2 separate regions of the Cydia pomonella genome follow, and region 2 is linked to region 1. A link is a contact called in public Hi-C data. All regions are on one chromosome and are shown on one strand. Each heading gives the region's core, a stretch centred on a gene start, on an enhancer-like site or on the middle of the called end of the contact. The rest is flanking DNA. Distances are from core to core; before and after follow the strand shown.

Region 1 (5,517 bases), core at 1,278-3,777:
GCTACGGAAACTGCTTACCATCAGGCAAGCCGTATGCTTGTTTGCCACCGACGTAGTATAAAAATAAAATAAAAAGTTATTTGTTTTACAAGGGGGCAAAGTTGTTGTTTAACCCCTCGTGCTAATATTGATACCCGAGCAAGCGAAATATTCCAAAATTGAACCACGAGTGTAGCGAGTGGTTCGAGAAGTAGAATTTTGAGCGCTGCGAGGGTTTCAAGGCACGAGGGTTAAACAAACTTTGCCTCCGAGTGAAACACAACATTTCACCACACCAACGCGAGGAAAATAATAACTATGATATACCAAAAAAACAAACCAAATCAAATCCAAATGAACGTAATTAAATATTTATCATCCAAAATCATCATTTAAAAGTCAATTCTACCAGCTAACATAAGGAAACGACTTAAAATTTGCATCGGATTACTTTGCCCCACATTACATGTGGATAAAATGCAACTTTCTCATTAGTTTTTGAATAATCAAGAGGGCCTTTACCAGTTGGTGTGGTGAAAAATAAATTTGAAAGTAGGTATGTATTTAAATCAAAAACTCTGAGCACCTATAACGAGTTTTTTTGCAAACTGTAGAACAATACGCAAGAAGGGCTTTGCTCAAGTTTTTCACCTTTTTACATACGATTTAGTAAAGTAGGTAGTTTCTCGTATGTAAAATTCGTTTTTAAATACTACTTCATACGTTAAGACGAAGGTGGAGGACCTGCGCGAAATCGTCTTATATGTTTTTCGCACATCATTTTACAATAATCAAAAAATCGAAAAAATCAAACATAACTATGGTTAATATACATCACATTATGTAAAAATATTTCCCATAATGTCAAGATCCAGAGGGTAAAATGGGGACTACGTTTGTAATGGAGAAGCGGCCGTCCCCTTTCCTCTTAAGACGAAAGTTGAGGACCCGCGTGAAATCGCCTTTTCATACAAACGTACTCCTCATTTTCCTCTCTGGATATTAACATTATGATAATTTGATGTATTTTGAGCATAGCATAACGGTCGGGCGTTTGATTTTTATCGATTTTTACTTTATTATAAGAGTAAGGAGCTTTTGAAAATTTGTATGAAACCTGTTTTTCGTTTCCTAACTCTTATAATAATATATAAAAAATCGAAAAAATCAAACGGTGGGGCATAGCTTTGACTAAACTACATCAAGTTGTGTAATTTTTTTTCCATAATGTCAAAATTAATATTAGCCGCCCTGTGGTTGTGGTCCGTCACGACCCCATAATGTAAACAAACAGGTTCACTCTACTTACAGCTCGATGAATAAACCAGTTCGTATTTGACGGCCCAAAAGCTCTGTCGTTTTATTTATAAATACCTAAGTGCCTATATAGCTAAATATATACCTAAATCATACTAATTATCTCACCCCTTCTGTCATCAATATCAATGTTTGTATGGAGAATCGATCGTCTCTTTTCCTCTTAAGGATGCGTTTAGATGAATTAGATGTCATGCTTTGCCGTGACGATGGTAAAACGTGCCGTCTCGGCGTGGTCACGCGTGGTCGTCCCCGATAAAGTATAAAAGCCTAAAAGCAACTAATCGCTAGGTACGATTAGTTGCTTTTAGGCTAACTAAAAATATAATTAAACCACTCAAATATTTTCGTCTTTTATTCAAATTATAGAGAAATAATAAATTATTAAAGTAAATCCTTATAAATTATTAAACTATACTATTGTTAAAGATTTCATTCAGGCTTTGTATTTTCTTCATCAGAGTCTACTGGAGTTGCAGCTGTTGTGGTTGTTAAAGCGGCGGCTTGCTTTTTAGCCCAAGCAGTTGGGTCCATCATTATGTACTGCATGGGGTAATAGGAAGCAGGCCAATAGGATGTCGGGTACGGAGCAATCGCATTGTTGTTAGACGCATCCTCACTACCTACACCAGCATCTTTTAAAACCTTCAAAGCGCTAGAGTAGGCGGCCTGCACCATATGGGGGTACAAGTAATTGTATGGATATTGAGGCACAGCAGAACCCGAGGCAATCGTTGAAGCCTCTGGCTTGGTAGCAGTCGCCGGAACTGCTTCAGACTTGGGAGACTGAATACCAGCATAGCCATATGATGAAAAACCAGATTCAGCAGGAAGACCGTAGGCATATTTTGCAGCCGGGCCTGTGATTGCGGCACGTTTTTGAGTACTAGTCGATTCCTCAAGTGGTAGAGCGTTACTTGATAGGGTTGAAAATAAAGGAAGAGCGGTAGGCTGAGGATGTGATCCGGCTGCCAAGAAGTTGACTGGCTGGTCGGTTAACCACTGAGAGCTGACTCCGTTGTCTTCCGTGGCAGCTACGTAGAGGTCTCCTGTAGTGCCATCGCCGGAGGGCTTGATGTAGAGCCCCTGCACTGCCTGATAATCACCTCCAGGCCATGCTAGATGTCCCCTGGCAGAGGCGACAGCCAGTACGAGAACCGCAAATTCCTTATACATTTTTTTGGAAAGTCTAACTTATTGGCCAATGATTCACAAACTTGTAACTTGAATGACGACTTGCACAGGAAATGCGGCATTTTAAAGGAAGTGTAACTGATAACTGTCATCGTTACATCATAAATATCAAGATGAAGATAGGTTATTTCTTAGATTAGTTTTACATGATTCAGTTTTTGATTTGTTGACGGCACGTATGTTTGTTAGATGAGTCAGTGATAAATTCACGTCTTGGAAAATTGTGAAAGAGTTATCAATTATTTTAAGAATATTGCGGGGTAACAACATTAACCAATACTGATAAAAGTGATAAATTGGTTAGAAATAGTTCTTAAATATCTAAATAGCAATCAATATTATTATATCAATTGACTTTATCTGAATACTATAGGTACCTACATGTTTATCTAAGTACGCATTTTGTTTGTAAATACTAACACTAGGTATTATAGCGGCAAAACATTACGTTCATAAACAAAATCGTTGATAATTTAACATTCGAAACAAAAATGGGTCTCTATTGTTTCCCATAAAGTTTTAAGTCATAATGTATTGTTTGCCCGCATTTTCGTTAGCCATAATTTGGTTTTTCTCAGAAACGCGTAACTTTTCAGGAGGATAAAATAAGGAACCTCCTGAAAAATTAACGGTTTCAGAGTTATGACTAATGATAATATGACTTTCAATGATTATGCCAAACAAAGGGGTCCGAAGAAAAATAGTTATTTGTTAAATAGAAAAAGTTGTTGTTTAACCCCTCGTGCTGTATTTGATACCCGAGTAAGCCAATGATTCCAATTTTGAGCGTTAAGAGGATTTTAAGGCACAAGGGTTAAACAAACTTTGCCACCGAGTGAAACTCAACATTTTTCACCACATCAACACAAGGAAAATACCTACTAACTGTAAAACATTTCACTTCAAATCCAAATAAACGTTATTAAATTCTAATGCATCACTTGAAAGTCAATTCAAAATCATCACTTGAAAGTCAATTCCACCAGCCAAAATGAGGACACAACACAAAATTTGCATCTGATTCCTTTGCCACTCTTGTGAATAAAATGCCACTTTCTCAGCAGTTCTTGGAGTATCTTAAATCAAGAGAGCCTTTAAAAGTTAGATCGCAAATTTATCTCTACGTATTTGGGATACACCTTATAAATAGGTACCTACTATAGGTATTGTAAAATGCAGAAAAATCCTCACCTGCTTTTTTTATCTTTGTTTAAAATGTAATATGAAACAGGGATAAGCATTTAAGTAACATTTTGGACCCGGGTATGTCCTTAAACTACGTCCAAAAGAGAGGTATGGGCACTGTGAATGTCATCTCGCTTAGTGTGGTAGGGCACAGCACAGTGGATGTCATTCCAGATTTAGAGCAGAGCCCTGCTGGGCAAGTACATCCGTTTTACAGAAAACCGCAGCCAAATAACACTAGGCCCTCCTCATAAGTGTTGTGTTCCTGCCGGTGAGTAAGGTTGCCAGAGCTCAACGAGGGTGTGGAGTGTTAGGGTTGGCAACGCGCATGTAACACCTCTGGATTTGCAGGCGTTCATGGGCTACGGCAACCGGTTACCATCAGGCAGGCCGTATGATATTTCAAAATATATTTTTTATTTATTTTAAAAACATATTTACCTATTGCCAACTGTAGGTACTAACATAATTCCTACCTCCAAGGAAGGAAAAAAAAGTCAAAACAAATTATTTGAGCTACCAGTATAGTAGACTCCCCTCAAGGGGTAGCCAGTACAGAGTCAACTAACCATATTTTGAATCCATCTTCAGATCTGGGTGTCCAGCCAAGATGCCAATCTATGCGCTGTAGCGAACGAAATCCTAATGTCTCTTTGTCGCACAATTAATATGGAAGAGTGATAGGTTTACTACGGCGCAAACGATTGGCACCTTGGCTAGACCCTCAGCTCAATGGTAGTAAATTATTGTATCGTTATCAGTATATATCGAGGGCTTCATGCTAAAGGGGCGTATAAGCAAGAACCCTACTTTTCAGGAGAGACAAAAAACTGAATAACTTTTGTTACAATGTACCGATTGTTCTACAATTTTGCATAGAGTATTTAAATTACTGTCTGTTTCATGTGTCATGCCTAGTTTCGTTCTACGTATTCTAAAAAGCAGTAATTATGTAGTTACGCCTCTTTACCACGACAATAATTTCCGACATATAGGTTGAAATTTTTTGAAAAATACTTGAGATTTATGGTCGTATAATTCATTTTTTTTTCTATTCGATAATTTAATCATGAAAGGTGAAAATACTGTTAATAATGCGAAATACTTTAATTTTACAGTAATTTAGTCATCATTGTGTAGTTTCTTCTATTTTTTCTGATTTTTATACGCCCGTCTGGGCTGACGAATCTATCGTGTAAGTATCCATTATTTGTGGCCGTATAATAGGGCGCCAAATTATATTTTGACTAAATATTCGTAAATTCATCTAGATTTTACCATTAAAATGATTCCTGATGGTTTTGATAGTGTCACAACTGTCCACGAGATTAAGCAATGTCGACTCGAGCTGGTTACCGATTGGGTAAGTAACTATTTTGAATTGCCACTTTGAGCATATCAGTGTTTCAATAGCCTCCGTGGTCTAATGGTTAGAGCGGTTGTCTCTCGATTCGGAGTTTCCGGGTTCGAATCCCGGTTGGGACACTGTCAAGCAAAAGTCGCTTTGTGACTTTGTGAGACTATTCCCGGTTTGGCTAGGACATTGCAGGCTGAATCACCTGATTGTCCGAAAAGTAAGATGATTCTGTGCTTCGGAAGGCACGGTGTAAAGTCGTTGGTCCCGGCTGCTATCTATCCGGTGGTGCTCGTCATGAGAGCCATGTCAGAGGCCTTTGGCGACTCAATAACTCTAACACCAGGGTTTTTAAGGTACATCAATCTTACAACCCACACGATAAGAAAAAGTGTTTCAAAAGACAATCACGCCGCTTATTCTGATTTTTGCCTATAATAGCAATCGTTTAGCACTTCGCTGGGAGCTAGAGTTAAGACGTGTGGGCT
Region 2 (5,517 bases), core at 821-3,320, 180 kb before region 1:
TGCTTGTTCATTTTCACTAGGCGTTTATATGAAGTTTATCTGAATCCCTTAGGAACCACAGAGGTTCCAACTCACACTGGCCGCTGCTTTGCGGTAAAATGATATATGTCAACAGACGTAAAGTACGGATGTAGGTCAGTTTGACGCTTAGAAAAATCGATTATGTTCCATGCAAATATAATGTTTAAGTTTTTTTTTATTAATTAGTAATTCAGTGTGGTTAAACTTTCAGCAAACTCAATCAAATAAATAAAGTTTATGAACGATTTGCCGAGGTTTGATTGTGAAACCACACCTTCAATATTATGCTGTTGGTTTTCATGAATAAAAACGTTCTGAGTATAATATAGTATACAGAGTGAACATTATACTGGTTGCCTGTTATGCAAATACATTACTATGCTACTAAACTATAATTACTTTCGAAATTATGCAATTCGTTTTTATTGTATTTGTTTTTATACCAAATCATAATTTCTGCATATCAAAATTATGCAATTCAAATTATGAAAAATGAAATTTCGCAAATTGTTATTATTAAAAACATTACACACCCATATTCTTTTTCTTACGATAATATTACGGAGCTTGCTAGAGGTGAGCCTACCGCGAACGCCGAAGTTCGCAAATTCCGAGCATCTTTCTTATATAAATTAGTAACTAATATAAACGGGACTTAATCGTCATGCATTAAGTTTTAAATTTACCTCCGACATTTCGAGGACTGCGTTGTCCCCGTGGTCTCGGAGAAGACTGGCTAAAGTTAACATCAACATCTTCTAGCCGTGCGAATTTTTCGAACTACCCGCATTTGGTCTTGTTTATTGAACATTTTGAGCACTAGGGATATTACTCTGTCGACACACAACACTAATGATATCCGATTTATCGACTGCCAATATTCGTTCTCGCTTACACATACTAATAACTGGATTCCATGTGGATGAGATTTATATTTTCTGATTAAAATACTTAAGATATATGTTACGATGCCGGACATGTGTTTGAAAATGAATAAATAGCGGCCGTTAGCCGCCACTGTCGAACTCAAAATGGTCACGTTTTTTCATTTGTAGTCTGCCTCATTCACACCCATGGTATGTCTCATCGTAGATCTGTGATTGCAACTAGTTTTCAAATTTGCCACCTTTTTCTACTGACGTTAATGTGTTTCCAACCTATATCGAATCGATTACTTATATATATAATGTTTCAGTATTAAAATATAATGTAAGAACTTAGTCTGGAATGTTTAAGGACTTAGATTTCAATTTTGGCAATTAATTATTGTGTAATAGCTATCATTCCACCAATTTAACCATGCTGAAATAAAGACATACCTAATTAGATAAACTTACTTAAGTACGTAATAAGAATTGTGTAAAACTGATTTACATCGTGCCGACATCATGGTCACCCTAATGAGTTTGACAATTATCGTCATGTATTTTTATCGTAAAATTGAATGATTGTGGTTCACCTGTGAAAATATATACCACAATCAGCAAAACTTTCACTGCTACAACCTGTCACACAACATTTTTTACCCATTTTTTAAAAATGTTTCGCAATTAAATGCTGAGCCCCAGCATTTACGTATTTTGGAAATATCACGAAAATATGTCATCAAGTTGGGGATACCAATTATTATTCAAAGATTCTACAAGTAGACATATTAAAATTAATGTTTTTTTTTGTTGTGCACATGCTTGGTTTAATCAGTTAATAATATTGACATCATAATTATTTACAAATTACTTAAAAGATTTGAGAACCGCACTCTCTATATAGCTCTAAAATAGTATAAGACAGTATTTAATTTCAGTAGCATATTGATATAAATACTACCACAATGGTATGTTTTTAACATTGGTAAATTGGCGAGTGAGATACCGCGCCCCACTTTTGCTATCTCAAGTGGACCGTTTTCTCTAGTCTGATAAGAACACCTTTCTCTCTCGGTGATAAGGTTCAATTTACTATAATAAAAAAAGTTAGAGTGTGCTCCACTTTATATCTCCATGCGTGAAATATAGTCTAATTAGTCTATGATCCAAATCTATAATATCTATGGATAATTTTAATTTGCAGTCGGAAAAGTCAGATGGAAATAGTATTGGAAAATTGAACTAACTTTTCTTTATTACCGGGCTTTTATGGAGCTTTCTCAATAAAAGTCGGTAAATAGTGTTTCGATAAATACCAACTATTTAATTGATACACACATACCAGTGTCCAATATATAATGGCGACTCTATCTTTTGCCAAAAGTTTGGTTAGCCCAGGTAAGATAGTGTTAATAATTCTTTAAATTTACCATTTCAGTAGCTTATATCGTTAATTTAATGATCTTAGGACGTAACTAATGCTACTTGCGCAATACTTGTAATGTTAATTTATTTAAAATACATTTATATCTATATCGGAGTAATGGTTAAGGTTGTGATTATTATGTAAAAGATCAATCAACCTGATTGGTCTTTAATGCATTGCACTATTATAATAGATGCCTTAATTAGTAACGTTTTTTTCTTTGTTTTCATTGTTTTTTGACTATTTGTGACTCTAGATAATTTTTAGGTTAGGATATTGATTAAATTTTGAACTGCACTTCACTAAAATCTGTGTACCTTTTCAGCATTGAAGGTAGTTCTAAAACAAGGGCAATGTTCTCATCTCAGAAATACAGGATTTCCTGGCCTTAGCCCTCTGAGTATTGTATTACGAAGAAACTATGCAGAGAAGCAGGTCTTCGAAAGAACCAAACCTCATTGTAATGTTGGCACAATTGGTCATGTTGACCATGGAAAAACTACCCTAACAGCTGCCATTACCAAAGGTATGTTCTTTTTCATAAGTCAAATAAGGGTTCCCTTATAGATAGTCAAGCACACACACTCAGGCACTGCTTCAGCTGAGAGGCCTTAAAGTGTTACCCATTCAATTGGTTTCATCTTTACTTATATATGCTTATCCCAGATAGGCCAACTTGACCCACCATATTGTTTGCAATTGACATTGCATGGTGTCAAACAAAGGGTTGGCAATGTGCATGTAACACCCCCTCAGTTTCAAGATATACATATGGTGATTGCTTACCATCAGGCACGCCATATAATATAATTATCTGCCACCAATGTGGTATATAAGAAAGTTATGTTACATCTTACACTTAATGGCATAATGGCATTACCAATCTGGCAGTCAGTTCTAGGTGGATATGGGGCGACAGAGCTTTAAATGCTCAGCCAAATTTTAAAACTGGCTACTGGTAGTACACATATCCATTGGTCAAGAGTGAGACTACATACTATTTTACTTATTTAAATTTCTGAAAACAGGCAAGCTAGTGATAACAGAGCTTTATACCTCACCATTGTTAGGTGAACATTGAAAAAGCTTTTTAACTATATAAAACTAAATGATGGTTTCAACTAAATTAAATATTAGTCATGATGGTGGCAAAATATGGTATTTAGAATCTAAGCATTAAGAAATATTTATAATGTTACAGTATTAGCCGATCTCAATTTGGCCCAAAAGAAAGGTTACTCCGACATTGACAATGCTCCCGAGGAGAAAGCCCGAGGTATTACTATCAATGTGGCCCATGTGGAGTATCAGACTGAAAACAGGCATTATGGCCACACAGACTGCCCTGGGCATGCTGATTACATTAAGGTTTGTGCTTGTTAAAACCATTTTTATTTAAATACTAGATTCTATGCAGCCTAAAAAAATCTTAGAGATAATTAATGATTGCAGCATTTTCAAAGATTGTCTAAATCGAAAATATCTTCACACATGTTGTTTTCATTATTCCTCCTCTTTAACACTTTTTTTTTTTCTTTAAATAGCTCAGAATACTCTTTTAAACAGGATTGTTGAATATGTGAGAGTACTTTTTTTAATGGCACTTTCTTTATTTGTGATATTTTCTGTAATGTACTGTGATTTCTACTCAAAATCAAAATCACAAGCCCTTTTGTTCTTCCTATTGCATTACCATAATTCCAGTTGAAAATTGCATGGCAATCTTTGAGACACCTTTTCCTGCTGAAATGGATAGAGCTGGTGACTAGACAGGTCCACACAGAGCGAGCATACATGTGAGGCAATTTCCTTGCCCACAAACCGGCCAGTGAAAACATGCTTCAGCTGTCTGCTCGCTCTGTGGGGACCCGCAATAATCAGAGTAGAAAGTACTTAAAATTCACAGAAAATTTAACAACTGAAATAACTATATTATTTTTTGAGGAATGCTTCATCCAGTGCTCCACTTTCAGAACATGATCACAGGCACAGCCCAAATGGACGGCGCTATCCTCGTAGTAGCCGCCACCGATGGCGTCATGCCTCAAACCCGCGAGCACTTGCTGTTAGCCAAGCAGATCGGTATCCAACATGTTGTGGTGTTCATCAATAAAGTGGATGCGGCTGATCAGGAGATGGTTGAGCTGGTTGAGATGGAGATTAGGGAGCTGATGACCGAAATGGGATATGATGGTGATAAGATTCCAGTTATTAAAGGTTGGTATTTTCTCTGGTTTAGATTGTAATAGTAATGATATGGATATCAATTCTAAGTGAATTTGTTTCATTTTCTATAAAATATAATTAAATATACTATTTAAGACTATTAATCAATTGATGTAAATCTAAAAGAGTACCTAGTCTTTGCCATTAGAGCTAACAAACACATTGATTTTTAACCTCATAAGGCCCAATGTGCATTCTGTTTCAATCTAATTAGAACCTCTCCAGAAACCAAATAAGCAGAATTAATCCCAATTTACCATACAAAAAGGTTCCATTTCAAATTACGAAAATGTTGTATGAGGTTAAACTAGAGATAGGCTGAATAGGAAAATGTGTTGGTTTGCCTTACAAAATAGACTAGCCATCATCCATCACCTTTCTAGCATTGCGCTGGTTAAGACAGCTTGTTAAGAGCAGTGGTAAATGCCCTAGCCCTAGGTCATTAATTAGTGGTATGAGATAAGTCAGTCACATCAATTCTTGCTTACATTTAAAATACTAAAAATAAAAACAATCCTTTTCATACTTATTCTTTTCCAAATCAACTTTTTTCTTATTTCAGGATCAGCTCTCTGCGCCCTTGAAGGCAAGAGCCCCGAAATCGGCGCCGAAGCTATCACAAGTCTGCTGAAAGAAGTGGATTCCTTCATCCCCACACCTGTCCGGGAGCTGGACAAGCCATTCCTCTTGCCTGTTGAGTCCGTCCACACAATTCCTGGCCGAGGCACTGTTGTTACTGGACGTCTGCATAGAGGTAAGACTCCCAGCAAAAAGGCCTCTGCAGTCATAAAAACAAAGTTCACCTCACATTATTATGTTCTTTTACTAAATACTCATTCTCATTACTTAGGTACACACTGACTAATCCTAGCTAATAGCTAAATTAAATCTGATTCAGTTGTATCTCAGTATCAGTAATAAGCAATGTAACGAAATCTGAGCCTTACGGAGCCTTGTAGAAAGAGCCAGAGATGCATA

The links. Hi-C and Micro-C count contacts between places; a contact is called where the count stands out from the background.
Region 2: a Hi-C map of whole body shows a contact between it and region 1, with 7 times the contacts expected there. The contact joins the promoter of LOC133521473 here to the promoter of LOC133521499 in region 1. A contact is called at or near these places in 2 of 2 Hi-C or Micro-C datasets (both in whole body).

The regions. Positions count from the first base shown.
Region 1 is chr9:16,091,306-16,096,822 of ilCydPomo1, reverse strand. It overlaps LOC133521499, which reads right to left and starts at 2,527. Exons shown (of 1, transcript XM_061856502.1): 1 at 1,638-2,527. The coding sequence starts at 2,472. The coding sequence ends at 1,729.
Region 2 is chr9:16,273,940-16,279,456 of ilCydPomo1, reverse strand. It overlaps LOC133521473 (elongation factor Tu), which reads left to right and starts at 2,070. Exons shown (of 7, transcript XM_061856452.1): 1 at 2,070-2,285; 2 at 2,639-2,839; 3 at 3,515-3,681; 4 at 4,287-4,530; 5 at 5,102-5,293. The coding sequence starts at 2,246.